Regions from separate parts of the Sus scrofa genome. Here regions 1 and 2 are each linked to region 3. A link is a contact called in public targeted proximity ligation data. All regions are on one chromosome and are shown on one strand. The core of a region is the stretch at or near the end of the contact, and the rest is flanking DNA. Distances in the headings are between cores, read along the strand shown.

What was found.
Region 1: a contact with region 3 is called in a targeted proximity ligation map of alveolar macrophages.
Region 2: a contact with region 3 is called in a targeted proximity ligation map of alveolar macrophages.

The regions. Positions count from the first base shown.
Region 1 is chr5:76,210,332-76,214,811 of Sscrofa11.1, forward strand. The region is part of intron 3 of ANO6 (anoctamin-6); the gene reads left to right. Among named protein-coding and RNA genes, the nearest start is that of ANO6, 100 kb to the left of the region's middle.
Region 2 is chr5:76,172,408-76,177,260 of Sscrofa11.1, forward strand. All of the region lies in intron 2 of ANO6 (anoctamin-6), which reads left to right. Among named protein-coding and RNA genes, the nearest start is that of ANO6, 62 kb to the left of the region's middle.
Region 3 is chr5:76,098,265-76,102,973 of Sscrofa11.1, forward strand. No RefSeq gene overlaps it. Among named protein-coding and RNA genes, the nearest start is that of ANO6, 12 kb to the right of the region's middle.

The DNA of each region.
Region 1 (4,480 bases), core at 975-3,474, 110 kb after region 3:
GCAGGGGCTCAGCAAGCATGATTCACCCTGCAGACCCCAGGTTGAGTCCCAGCCCCAAGGAAAGGGAAAAAACTGGGGATTGAGGGGTTGGAGAGGGAAAGGTTGGGTAGTGGTCATGGCTCTTTCTAGAAACCCTCCCTCTGTTGGCATTCACCCAGGAACTGACATGGGGCGGATTGCCTGAGTTTACATGGAGAGAGGGGTGGGGTACAGGGAAGAACATTGATCTAGCACTGGTGAATTTGCTTGCAGCAAGCTGGGTAGAAGCCAGGCTGTGGTCAACATGAAAACACATGGGAGGAAAGAGAAGGCTAAGGAATTTCATTTCATGGTCTAAGTCTCAATAATGATAATACCCTCTTTTCCAGCCTTTCCAGAACTGAGGTTTCTTTATGACTCTCTGGGCCTTTTAGAGGCAAGAGGATTCTTACCACCTCTTGTCTCATGCCAGCTGATGATGTTTCCGTTTGTTTTTGGCGTAAATAATAAGAAAGAGTTTAGGCTGATTAAAGAGTATTAGGATTATTACAACAGGATAAACCAGGGAAGATGATGAGAGACCACAGGATTTAAAAAAGAAAAATAGACTCAGGAAGATAAGGATTAAAGTGAAGCAAATATGTCCCCTTCGTTCAGCAATCGTGGTCAGGCAGAAAGAGAGAGGTCCGAAGAGTAATTATGCCATTTGGAATTGTGTGTAACTGGTTCCCTTTTTGAGGGACGATACTGCTTTCTAGAAGACACATTTAGAAGGGATAAGCAATGAGGTCCGACTGCATAGCATGGGGAGCTACATCCAATCTTTTGGGATAGACTGTGGTAAAAGATAGTAAAAGAAAGGGGATATATACATCTGTATGAATGGGTCACTTTGCTGTACAGCAGAAATTGGCACAGCATTGTAAATCCACCATCCTTTAAATTTAAAAAAATATAAAAAAATCAATACAGTTAATTTCCTGAAGTTCACATCCGATCGTCTTTAGATGAAAAAAGATGTGAGCCTTAAGAAAGAGTTAAAATATTAATTCATTCAACACATAGTTATTTGGTGTCTCCTATTTTAAACATAGTGGACAAAACATTTTGGTCTTACCTTTCGGTAGGCGCTAACATTTTGGTGGGAGAGACATGCAACACAAAATACATAGACTCCGTAACAGGTCACGTGGTGGTAAGTCCTTCAGAGAAGAAGAGAGGAAGGATGAGCCGTGAGCGTGGCGGAGGGAGTTGGTTCCGGTTTTAAACAAGGCATACAGGGCATGTCTCACAGAGCAGGTGACGAGCAGAAAGACCTGAAAGTGGGGTGCTGGAGCAGGCTCTTTGGAAATCTAGACGAGGAGCATTCCAGGCCGAAGGCAGAACACAAACAAAGATCTTGAGGTGGGAGTTTGTGGAATGTTAGAGGGAGTGGAAGGAGGCCCGTGTGCCTGGAGTAGAATGAAGGGTGGTGAGAGTAGACAGTGGGGACTCTATGGCGATTGTAAACACTTTGGTTTTAATCTGAATGAGTTGGGATGTTATTTGAGGATAACCCTTGGGAGAGTAACTAGGGAGGTTTGCGCAGAAGAGAGACGTTACCTGACTTCACTGATATTTTAACTGGAAAACGTTGGCCATCATGAGAAGAGGCTGTGATGGAACAGGAGCAGAAGCAGGGAGGTCTGTCGGACTTTTCAAGAATCCAAGTGAGAGGTGGCGGTGGCTTGGTCTTGAGTGTTAACTCCAGCAGCAGTGAGACCTGTTCACATCCTCAGTATGTTTTGAAGGTAGAACCAGAAGGATTGGTTGACAGATCAGACACGATGTGTTTGAGAAAGAGCAGCCAAGGATGCCTCCAAGATTTCTGACCTGGAAGACTGTGGAAGGAATAGTTGGAAGGGAGACGATTTAGAGAAAAATCGAAATTCTATTCTGGATGCGGCAAGTTTGGGACATGCAAGTGGAGAGGCTGATATGTGATCCAACTTAAAGAGAAAGCTCCAGCTAGAGATCTGGGGCTTGTCAGCACACAGACAGTATTTGAAGCTATGGGGGAGAGAGAGAGCAGCAAGGGGGCAGAGTGAGAAAGAGAAACTCAAGAAATCCTGGCCTGAGCTCTGGGGAGTTTGAATGTTTGTAGGTCAGGGAGAAAGAAGGAAGAATCAGCAGAAGAGGCTGAGAAGGAGGAACCAGTGAAGTGGAGAAAAACAAGGAGAGTCTGGGAAGCGAAATGAGCAAAGTATACAGGAGGGAGTGACCAAATGCCGCTGATGAGGATGGGAAATTAGATTTAGCAATATCGAAGAGACCTGGGAAAGAGAGCCCTCAGCTGTGGGCTGGCATCCAAAACCTCATTAGAGAGGATTCAAAACAGAACAGGAGAAGAGGAACTGGATGTGGGCATTTACGTAACACTTTTTAAAATGTATATTGAACAAGAATATAGAGAAAGGGGATATTATCTGGAAGGAGGTTAGATTGAAGAGAGTTTTTAAGAAAATGTAGTTAAGATGGCAGGAATTATTTTTTATAAAGTGATGGAAATAATCCAACTGGGAGAAAAACTCCGATGATGCAGGAGTGAGGAGGAAGAATTTCTGGAATGATGTCTTTGAGAGGGCAGGAAGAGGATGGAATCTACTCCATGCAGGAGGAGAGGTTGGCATCCACCCGAAGCTGGGGAGACGGCTCCTTAGCAGTAGGAGGAAAGCCAGCGTGTGGGGACGCAGGTGGAATTAGTTCAGTAGCTTTGCTAGTAGGAGCTTGCTGAAGTCTTTCCTTGATTGCTTCTCATTTACCAAGGAAATGGGAAGTGAGGTATTAGCTAAGATCAAGGAAGGAAAAGCGATGAGGAGATCAGAAGAGAGAGAAGACAGACCTCTGCGCCTGAGTGGACTGGGTAACGTAACATGATTGCCTGGCGACCCTGAGAGTCCACTTGAGGTTAGTGGGCATGATGGTTGCATGCTTTTCCCATTCAAGACCAGCAGCCCAGCGTTGGGGAGCAGGTGTGGAATAGGCAGAGTTTGATTTAAGTGGTTTGGGGGTTTCTCCCGGTCAGTTTTTCATTTATGTATTATAGTTATTGAGGAGCTCCCTTGTGGTGCAGCAGGCTAAGGAACTGGCCTTGTCATTGCAACAGCTTGGGTCATTGTTGTGGCATGGGCTCAATCCCTGGCCCAAGAATGTCCACATGCCATGGGCGTAGCCAAAAAAAACCCCAAAGATATTACAGTTGCTGAGTTTATATGCCGGTAACAAACCGTGGTAAGAGATTGACCCATCCAGATTCAGAAAAGTGAGGAAACGTTTTCTGATTCATATTTGTTTTCCTTGAAAACCAACAGTGCTTGGGACATTGAGCTCATTCAAAAATATTTGCTGAATTAATCGTATCTTTTCCTGTTGTTTAAATGTTATTATTAAAAAGGAATGAATGATAGGAATAGTCAAGGTAAAAAGTCAGAAGGAAAAATTGGTGCCTACCAAGGTAAAGGATGCCAAAATTTATTAATGAAAATGTTTTAAAGTATTCAGTTTTTACATAGTACTTGAGTCTTTGAGTCACTTTTATATGTGTGTTATTGAATTTATTCTCCACAGTGACCTTCTGATGTGGATGCTCTAATCTACATTTTATTGATGAGGAAACTGAGACTTAGAGTTGAGCGATATGCCTGAAGCCACAGGGTTACACTGCATAGAGGTCTTAACAATTCAAGTCCATTGCCCTGGGCTGTAAAACACAGCCATCTTAGCCTTGAAAGGAACTCTCCTTTCTTTGTGTTTTATGTTTCATTATTAACTTTCTTTTCATTAATAATGATGACTCTTTGGCCCCATTTTAGAATCTCATTTAATCTTACAGGGCCTACAATCTGTAAGCTTACAAGCTCTGAATTACATGAAAAATAGATTTTTTAAAAAATAGCAAGACAAGGGAGTTCCCGTTTCGTGGCTCAGTGGTTAACGAACCTGACTAGGGTCCATGAGGACGAGGGTTCGATCCCTGGCCTCGCTCAGTGGGTTAAGGATCCGGCGTTGCCGTGAGCTGTGGTGTAGGTTGCAGACATGGCTCAGATCCAGAGTTGCTGTGGCTCTGGCGTAGACCGGTGGCTACAGCTCCAATTTGGCCCCTAGCCTGGGAACCTCCATATGCTGTTGCCAGTGTGGCCCTTCAAAAAAAAGACCAAAAAGACAAAAATAGCAAGACAAGGAAGGGTAAGAGAGTTGCAGGGTGTTTGCAGGAAGAACCCAGACACAAGGAAAGTGAGACAGGAGGATCAGTAGATTTAGACCTAGAGCTCCCTTCATGGCTTAGTGAAAATGAATCTGACTAGGAAGCATGAGGTTGAGGGTTCAATCCCTGGCCTCACTCAGTGGGTTAAGGATCCATTGTTGCCATGAGTTGTGGTGTAGGTTGCAGACGGGGTTCGGATCCTGCGTTGCTGTGGCAGCTGTAGCTCCAGTTGGACCCCTAGCCTGGGAACCTCCACAT
Region 2 (4,853 bases), core at 2,049-4,548, 75 kb after region 3:
AATCTGAAAAAATGTAAAAACCTAAAAAACTATCCCTCTTCTGTCATCCCAGTTTACTTAGGGTCATGCTTCTCCTGTGTCCTATTATTGGAAAACTGTTTCCAGATTTGCAGTATTTATGTTTTCTTGTACCCATTACAGAGATGTCTGAGAATGCAGTTTACAGCCAGTATCACTTAGAGGTGGTCGGGAGACTGCACATAGGAGTAACAGGAAGGAGCTGTTTTTCTCCTTTGGAAAATTCAGAGTTAAAAGTTTTCAGAGGCAGGACTGCAGACTGAGCTGGGTTTTAGGGATGATGTAAAGATGTTGCACACGGTAGCCAATAATGACCCGAGTGTGTGAAATGAGTCATTTTACTTTATTTTTATATTAGAGTATCGTTGGTATACAGTGTTGTGTCAATTTCTGCTGTACAGCGTAGTGACCCAGTCATATATACGTTCTTTTTCTCATACTACCTTCCATCATGTTCTACCCCCAAGAGATTGGATACAGTTCCCTGTGCTGTACAGCAGGACCTCATTGCTTATCCAACATTTTGAGGTCTTAGTAATTGGGAGTCAGTGCACCGGTGAAGCCACTGTTTATCAGGGGAAATCTTCCTTCATCAAGTAGCTTAAAAAATTTCCAAAGAAAGTTAAGTTTCAACTTAGCTGGAAGTAAATGTAGACCACTTTTCTATCAAAAATAATTTTGACTTTATCATGGAATAAATTGCAAAATTTTCAAGGCTTTTTTTTTTTTTTTTTTTTAAGATAAAACGTTTTAAAGAACTACCTCCCTTCAGTCTCTCCTTTGCTGCTCTTTGGATGAGAAATTAAACCAATACAGGTTTTTGCTAAGTAACCAATGTCTGGCTCACTAATTTCAAAGGCTCAGGAGTACATTCTGGAAGAGAGAGAAAGGAAAGGTTTATTAAATACGTAAGACATACATTGCGTGTTTTCACCCATTTTGTGCTGTTGAATCTCTATGACTAGCTTGCAAATTAGAATTTCTTCACACTGATTTTTGCGTGTGAGGATGTCTATACATATCTGTCCACTAGGAAGCAGAGCCAGAATTTGAATCCAAGTCCATCTGACCCCAGGGTCCTTGTCTTTTCCACCAAACCTGACTTCTTATGTCATGAGAGTGCAGAAGCCTCCAGAAGAGCCTCGTTATTAACTATGAGTATTTTCTGTGCTAGTGAAAGAGTGCTGAATTTAGCTTCCCCTAGGGTTGTTATTAAACACCAATGAGTTAACATTTATAAGCATCGATGACACAGTTAAAAACATTCCACCACAATATTCTATAAAGTTCTGACTTTAACATGACGTGTTGTTATTGCAGTGACCCCCCAGAGAGTTCCAGGTTATTTGTTGTCATGATTTAAAAAGGAGGAAAGGAATAGTCAGCGGTGGCTATTTTTGGTCAAAAGAATTGACCAAAATTGTGCAGTTTCAGGTACAATTGTGTGAGCCCTCTTAACACATCATGTATTTGACTTGAGGGAGACAAGCAAAATGTTTGTGTGGCTTTGCTGCTCCGTTCCCGAGTTTGAGCATCCTGGCTCTGCTACCCACTAGCTGTGTGATGGTGGGCAAGTCACCTGCCGTCTTTGTGCCTTAGTTTCCTCCTAAGATAAGAACAGCAAGAACTGGATTGCTATTTCAAGAACTACGTAATATTAGGCGGCCTCTTAAGAGCTTAGAACTTGGTGCAATGCGAAGTCAGTGCTCAGGAAGTGTTTAGCTATTCGCTGTGGACAAAAGCTATGTGCTGCATGGCCCAGTGATCTCACTTCTAGGTCCAAAAGAAATGAAACCCTGTGTCCACATGGGACATTTTAGCCAAAGTTCATAGACGTTTTATTCATAATACCTAAAACCTAGAAACAGTTCAAATGCCCAAAATGGATAAACTGTGGCACGTCCCTACCGTGGAGTACTATTCAGCAGCAAAGAACAAGCTACTGATGGGGCAACAACATGGCTGTGTCTCAAAAGCATGGTGCTGAGTGCAAAAGCCAGACACAAAAGGCTGCCGACTTTTTGATTCCATTTTTACGGCATTCTGAAAAAGCAAAATTGTAGATTTGCTTGCTGGGGGCTAGAAGAGTAGAGGGGATTGCCTGCAGAGGGGCAGGGAAAAACGTTTTAGGGTGATGGAAGTGGTCTACGTGTTCATTGTGATGGAGATACCGGATCCTATGTGTTGGTCAGAAAGCATCCAACTTAGAAATGGTCTCTTTTTACCGTATTCAGTTACACCTTGGAATTCCCTGGGGTGCCATGGATTAAGGATCTGCTGTGTAGGTCGAAGCTGTGGCTTGGATTTGATCGTTGGCCCAGGAACTTCCATATGCTGCCAGTGAGGCCAAAAAAAAAAAAAAGATTAAACCTCAATAAATCTGATTTATTTATTTATTTATTTATTTATTTATTTTACGTAAAAGTATATTTATTTTTTTTTGTATTGTTTTTTTTGTTTTTTATAATTTTTTTTATTTTCCCACTGTACAGCAAGGGGGTCAGGTTATCCTTACATGTATACATTACAATTACATTTTTTCCCCCACCCTTTCTTCTGTTGCAACATGAGTATCTAGACATAGTTCTCAATGCTATTCAGCAGGATCTCCTTGTGAATCTATTCTAAGTGGTGTCTGATAAGCCCAAGCTCCCGATCCCTCCCACTCCCTCCCCCAAAAACCTGATTTTAGATGTCAGTGGCTGGACTTTCCTGGTGGCTCATTGGGTGAAGGATCCGGCACTGTCACTGCTATGGTGACCCCCAGCTCGGGAACTTCTGCATGCTACTGGGGCAGCCAAAAAAAGGGGGGGGGCTGCAACATGAACAAAGAAGAGTGGGGGGAAAGGGGGTTAGGAACAATCAATTAAAAATTGTAAAAACTGCAGCTGTTCTACAGTTCTAGTGAGTATATGAGATGGAAAGAATGATTTTATTCATTTTCCTCCTAACAGGCTGTGAGCTAGGAAGATGCAGAAACCTGTCAAAGAGTTGTGTCCTGCCCTATCCTGTCTGATTCTCTTTGCTCTGAGCACTGGTGTGCTTCCCAGTTTTGCAGGCCTACCCGTTAGAGCTGTTTCCCTTTCACAGGCACAGGGACCTCCTGGTTGGCTGGCTGGGGAGAATCCTGAAGGAGGGCTTGCCCTGTGATAACGGCATTCTTGGAAACAGAGCCTTGGTGTTCTAACTGAACTGAGGGTTTCTATTCCAGATAACTAGTCGTCTGAGTACACTTCTGGGGAAGGAATGTTCTCTCGGAGCATTGTTCATTCATCATGAGTCACAGAAGCCCTTGGCACTTTCTCCTGGAGCTCGAGCTTATCTCAGCCGCCCTGGATACCATCAACCACTCCCTCCTTCCTGAAATTCTTTCTTGACTTGGCTTCTATGGTGCTCCTCCATCTTGATTCTGCTCACAGCTCCCCCCCCCACCCCCCCACTGGATCCTTCTCTCCCCAGGCCTGACCTCTACACTTTGGAGGGCTGAGGGCTTTGTTCTCAGACCTCTTCTCATCTCCACGCATTTCCTAGGTGACCCCCTTCATTTCCTGGGCCATAAATCCCTTAAATCTATATGCTGATGAGTTCACATGTGTATCTCCAGTCCTCATCTCTCCCTGGCTTTCCAGCTGTCTATTTTACCTCTCTATTTGCCTAATAGGCGTTTCAGACTGAACTCATCCAAAACCCAACTCTTGATTGGTTTTCTAGCTCTGCCCTTCTTCCATTGTTTCTCATCTCAGCAGCGACTCCTACCCAGTGGCTCAGCCGTGACCCTGAGTCATCCTTGATCCCTGCTTTTCTCTCCCACCTCCAATTCGAGCCATTAGCATCCATCCCCAATTCAAGTGGTCCTCATTTCACACGCCCACTCCACCACCTGCACTTGTATTACCTCGTGGGCCGAGTCTATACCACAGCCACAGTGCACCTTCTGTGTTGGGCTTTTGTAGGACCTGAAGTGGATTCCCTGAAAACAGTGTACAGTTCAAACTCTCGGCCCTGCTCTACTGAAGGCCCCTGCCACCTCTCTGTGCCCATCTCTTCCAGCCTGTCTCTGCACCCCCCCACCCCCGCCTGAAGCACTCATCCTCCTCTCTACCTCCTCTCACCCATCCCCCGCTTCCCGTCTGGGATTCCTGCTCCTGCACTTCGCTCAGTTCCCCCCAAATGCCACCCCTTCCCAGCTGGCACCCTGACTTGTCTAAAATATCACTGATACTCCTTATCCCTTTAACCAACTTTATTTCTTTTCGGAGTATTTCTCTCCACCTGAATTTAGTACATGGGCCTTTGGTTATTGCCTCTGTCCCCCAGCAGATCTTAAGCTCCCTAAAATGACCTTGTTCTGGTGATCAGTATGTATTTTCTGAATGAGTGAAAGAATAAGGGAATTAATGCCCTGGTACCCCTATATTGAAAATTAAAGAGCCAAACACCTTCCTAGACCCTAATATTCCTCTCCTTCTCTTGCCCCCTTATCTCTGTCCCATTTTAAGGCAGAATTTCTAAAATGTTGTCTGGACTCACTGTAGCTCACCATTAATCACTCGCTCTTCACTTGGATAGTCTGGTATCTTTTCCCATCATGCTTTCGCAGTTTCTCAGGGTCACCGAAGATCTATATGCTGCGGCTTCCAAAAGATACATTCCTATCCTGTCTTACGAGATCTCTGAGTAGCTTGAAGCACAGCTCTCCATTCTATTCTGGAAACTCCCTCCTACCTTGGCCTCCACCTTCCCTGCTAGCCATTCCTTCACCCTTTGCTGACATTGCTTTCTCTGGGGACCCTGAATGTGGAGAATTCTTCAGGATGTGGCTTAGGCCTGCTTCT
Region 3 (4,709 bases), core at 1,022-3,521:
TATTTAAGAGAGAGTGACTTGATATTGGGTTCAAGCAAATCTAAGTTTGAATTCCTGCTTCATCACCTATTAGCCATGCCAGAGGCTACTAACTACTCAAGTGTTAATTGCCAACTTATATTTTAATAGAATACCCTATGTTTTACCAGAGCACATGGATGCCCAGCTATAGGCTATATTTCCCAGCCTCCTTTGCAGCTAGATGTGGCCATGCATCTAAGTTCAGATTAGTGGGATGTGAGCAGAAATGATTTCCACAATTTCTGGATCATCTCCTTTAAGAGAAAGCTACTTGCCCTGTATATTTTCTTTCCTCTTCCCTCAGGCTCAAACTCTGGCCATACAGAAGATGGCAGGAGCAATATAAAGGGAATCTGAGTCCCAGAATGACCTCACAGATTAAAACTGCTCCAGTAACCTGGAATGCTCATGTTAAGGATATTAAGACACAAACATTAATTTAATCAAGTCACTGTCTTTTCTGGTCTTTCCATTACAGCAGTTCAGAAATACATTTGTTCAGAGTCCTTGATGTTTAGCCCCTCTGAATAACAGCTTCTTCTTATGTAAACAAGATAATGTCTATATCACATCCTTATTGTGAAGACTATTGAGAAAATACATGGGAGATCCAGAACCTGACAGGTGAAAGGTGCGTGCTAAATATTTTTCATCTTCCCTTTAACCATTTAACATGGGTTTCATGTACCTTTCCAATGAATCTAGAGAGTACAGAGACTTCCAAACGCTGAAAAACTGTCAGAGACAGTTAAGAAAAATGAGAATACAGAGAAATTTGTTTCAAATTTAAAAACGCAAGGAAAAAAAAACTGAAAAAAAAAAACCCTAATGAAACAGAGATAAATAACTTAGCAGAAAAAGAGTTCAAAGCATTAGTAATAGGAACACTAATTGAACATAGGAAAAGATAGATGAACAGAGTGAGAATTTTAACAAGGAACTAGAAATATTAAAAAATTCCAGTCAGAGCTGAAGATTACAATAACTGAAATGAAAAACACACTAGAAGGAATTAACGACAGAGTGGTGCTCATAAGCAATTCAAAAGAGTAATGGAAATCACGAAATCAGAATGGAAAAAAATTAAAAACGAGGTCACTTTAGAACAACATCAGGTGTACATTATAGGGTCTCAGAAAGAGAAGAGAGAGAAAAAGTTGTCAAAAATGTATTTGATAGAATTAGGCTGAAAACATCCCAAAGCCGAAGAAAGAAACAGATTTCCAGGTATATAAAGTCCCAAAAAAGATGAACCTAAAGAGACCCACACCAAGAAATATTGTAATTCAAACGGCAAATATTAAAGAGAGAATTTTAAAGGAAGCAAAAACAAACAAACCAACAAACAACCCATGAAGAGTCATATACAAGGGAATCCCCATAACGCTATCAGCTAATTTTCCTCTGGAAATTTTGAAAGCCAGAAGGGAGAGGCATGATCTATTTAAAGTGATGAAAGAGAAAAACTAAAACCTAGGATACTCTGCCCATCAAGGTTATATTAAGGATTGAAGGAGAGAGAAAGTACTTCTCACACAAGAGATGCCTGCATAGAGCTACTGCCCTAAGAAAAGCCCAAGGCAGAAAGAAAGGTGTAGGCATCTAGTGTGAGGTCTCAGAGTCTCAAAGACTGCAGCCCAGACCACAGTCAAAGTTGCCCCGTGAGCCCATCCCTGAGGAGGAGCTGTCGGGGTTCCTGAAGCAGTTTGAGGGAGAGACAAAGAAGGAACCGCGTGAGGAAGGACTGCCCAGGGACGGCACAGGGAGTAACAGCCATCGGCATCGCCAACCGGGATCGAAGCTAGAGAGCGCAGGAAGCAGAGGAGAGGTGACACGCATGCTGTTCAGGGTGGGTGAGAACTGACTTCCCCGGAGGCCTGGAAGAAGCAGCAGCAGAGACTCCAGGACTTGGCTCTTTGTTTCCAGAAGTTGAGGGGCCTCCGGGCCAGTTTGGGGGGAAAATGTAATGCTGAGTTGGACTCTGTTCCATTCTTGGGCACCGTTTTGTTCCCTGTTCTACACAACCAGAAGGACGCTTCACACGTGTTAAAAACCTCCCAGTAGAGCACTCACTTTGAATTGGCTGCTAACTTTATGAAATCTTTTGTGGTTTCTTGCTTGGTAATTTCTATGGGGTGAAAATGTGTAATTGCTGAGACTAACGAGTGAAAATCAACACACAAATAGGGGTTCTTGGAAGTTCCTTTGTGGTGCAGTGGGTTAAGGATCAGGCGTCCCCACAGCTGTGGCTCACAGCTGCAGCTCACAGCTGCAGCACGGGCTAGATCCCTGGCCCAGGAACTTCCACATGCTGTGGGTGTGGCCAGAAAAAATAAAACAAACCGCAAGCACTTCTTTATAAATGCTCATGTGTGCAGATTATTTACCTGCTGAAACAGCTCCATCTCGGAAGAATAATATATCTTCCAAAAGTTAGGTCAAGGGAAGGGACAGTGTAAACCAGGGGTTGGCAAACTCTTTCTATAAAAGGTCAGAGAGTAAATATTTTCGAGTTTGCAGGCCATTTGGCTCAGTAAATGAGACAAACAATGCCAAGAAGGCTTAGATTTTTCTTTTAGTTGACTACAGTCATAAAATATGCTCCTTCTGCTGATTATAAAAATTTCTTTTCTTTTCTTTTTTTTTTTTTTTTTTTTTTTTTTGTCTTTTTGTCTTTTTAGGTCCGCTCCTGTGGCACATGGAGGTTCCCAGGCTAGGTAGGGGTCTAATCGGAGCCGTAGCCACCGTAGTGAAGGGCTTTACTCCACTTTCACTCACCAAATTATTTGTGGATTAAATGCTAATGAAAATGAAGACTAGGTGGCAAAACAAAGTGCCATGGGGAGTCAGGCTTTGATATGGTTTGTCCGTTTCCCTAACCCCCTGCTCTAGCTACTATTTCTAATCTTTTTAAGTGTGAGACCCTTGTGTCTTCTTTTCCCCTGATACCTCACCTAACTCAGCCAAGTATTATATATTTTAAAAATGGGCTTAAAGTCAAAATGACTTTGAGATTGTGCTATAGAAATCCATGTTGCGCCCCCCCCCCAGCAATGCCTAGATTCTATAGTATTAAACTGGGCATGGGGAACCTTTAGGGCATTTGATAGTTTCCATCCTGTACAGCAATTGAGAACCAGCTATTGGCAAAGCTGTGGCCTCCATTCAATGTCTTAAGCAAAAAACAAAAACAAAAGTAGAACATCACACTTGTCAGAATGGGTATCATCAAAAAGAACACAGAAAATGTGTCCATCCACAGATGAATGGATAAAGAAGAAGTGGTATATATACATACAAATATATACATACACACACACAGCAAATTAATACTGCTCAGCCATAAAAGAGAATGAAATTTTGCTACTTGCAGCCACATGGATGGACTTGGAGGGTATTGTACTAAATGAAATAAGTCAGAGAAAGCCAAATACTGTATGATATCATTTATATGTAGAAGCTAAAAAAATACAACAAACTAGTGAATATAACAAAAAAGAAGCAGAGTCATTATAGAGACCAAACTAGTGATTACCAGTGGGGAGAAGGAAAAGGAAGGGCAGCATGGGGGTAAGGGAATAAGAGGCACACACTATTAGGTAGAAAACAAGCTGCAAGGATATATCGTACAACACAGGGACTATAGCCAATATTGTACAATAACTAAAAATGGAATATAATCTTTAAAAATTGTGAATCACCATATGGTGCACCTGTAACTTAGGTAATATGGTATAGCAACTATACGTCAATTAAGAAAAACGAAACAGGAGGCGTCATGGCGCAATGGTTAACGAATCCGACTGGGAACCATGAGGTTGTGGGTTCAATCCCTGGCCTTGCTCAGTCAGTTAAGGATCTGGTGTGTCTGTGAGCTATGGTGTAGATTGCAGATGCGGCTCACATCCTGCGTTGTTGTGGCTCTGGTGTAGGCCGGTGGCTACAGCTCCGATTAGACCCCCTAGCCTGGGAACCTCCATATGCCACAGGAGCAGCCCTAGAAAAGGCAAAAAGACAAAAAATAAATAAATTAAAAAATAAATTTAAAAAAAAAAGAAAGAAAAACAAAACAAGACAAAACAAAAACCAAGAAGGAAAGTCTCTTTTTTAAGAAAGCATCCTGGAAGTTCCTGTTATGACTCAGCAGTAACAAACCCAACTATTACCCATGAGGATGTGGGTTGGATCCCTTGCCCGACTCAGTGGGTTAAGGATCCCGTGTTGCTGTGAGCAGTGGTGTAGGTCGCAGACAGAGCTTGAATTTGGTGTTGCTGTGGCAGTAGTGTAGGCTGGCACCTGCAGATCTGATTTGACCCCTAATCTGGGAATGTCTATATACTACATGTGAGGCCCTAGAAAAAAAAGAAAGAAAGCAAGCATCCTGCTTACCACTAATCTAACTGTCCTCATGTGGTGGTTCTAATCTAATCTAGCAGTGTGGATAGTTCTAATCCTAATTTTTGTTATGTTCCTTCTGCTATTTCAAGAAAGTAAAGCAGCCCTTTGTTGGGGCTTCAGAGCCTGTCAGGGAAAGAAGCACTTTATTCACTTTGTTCCAGAATCTTCAAGAAGAGCTCATTTGTCAATCTTCTCTGGCAAAACAAAGACAAAAATACGTAACTCTGAAAATTTAGTGAATAAAAAATTACCTGAATTAGTTCATTGTTTTCAAGCAGGGCTATACAGGT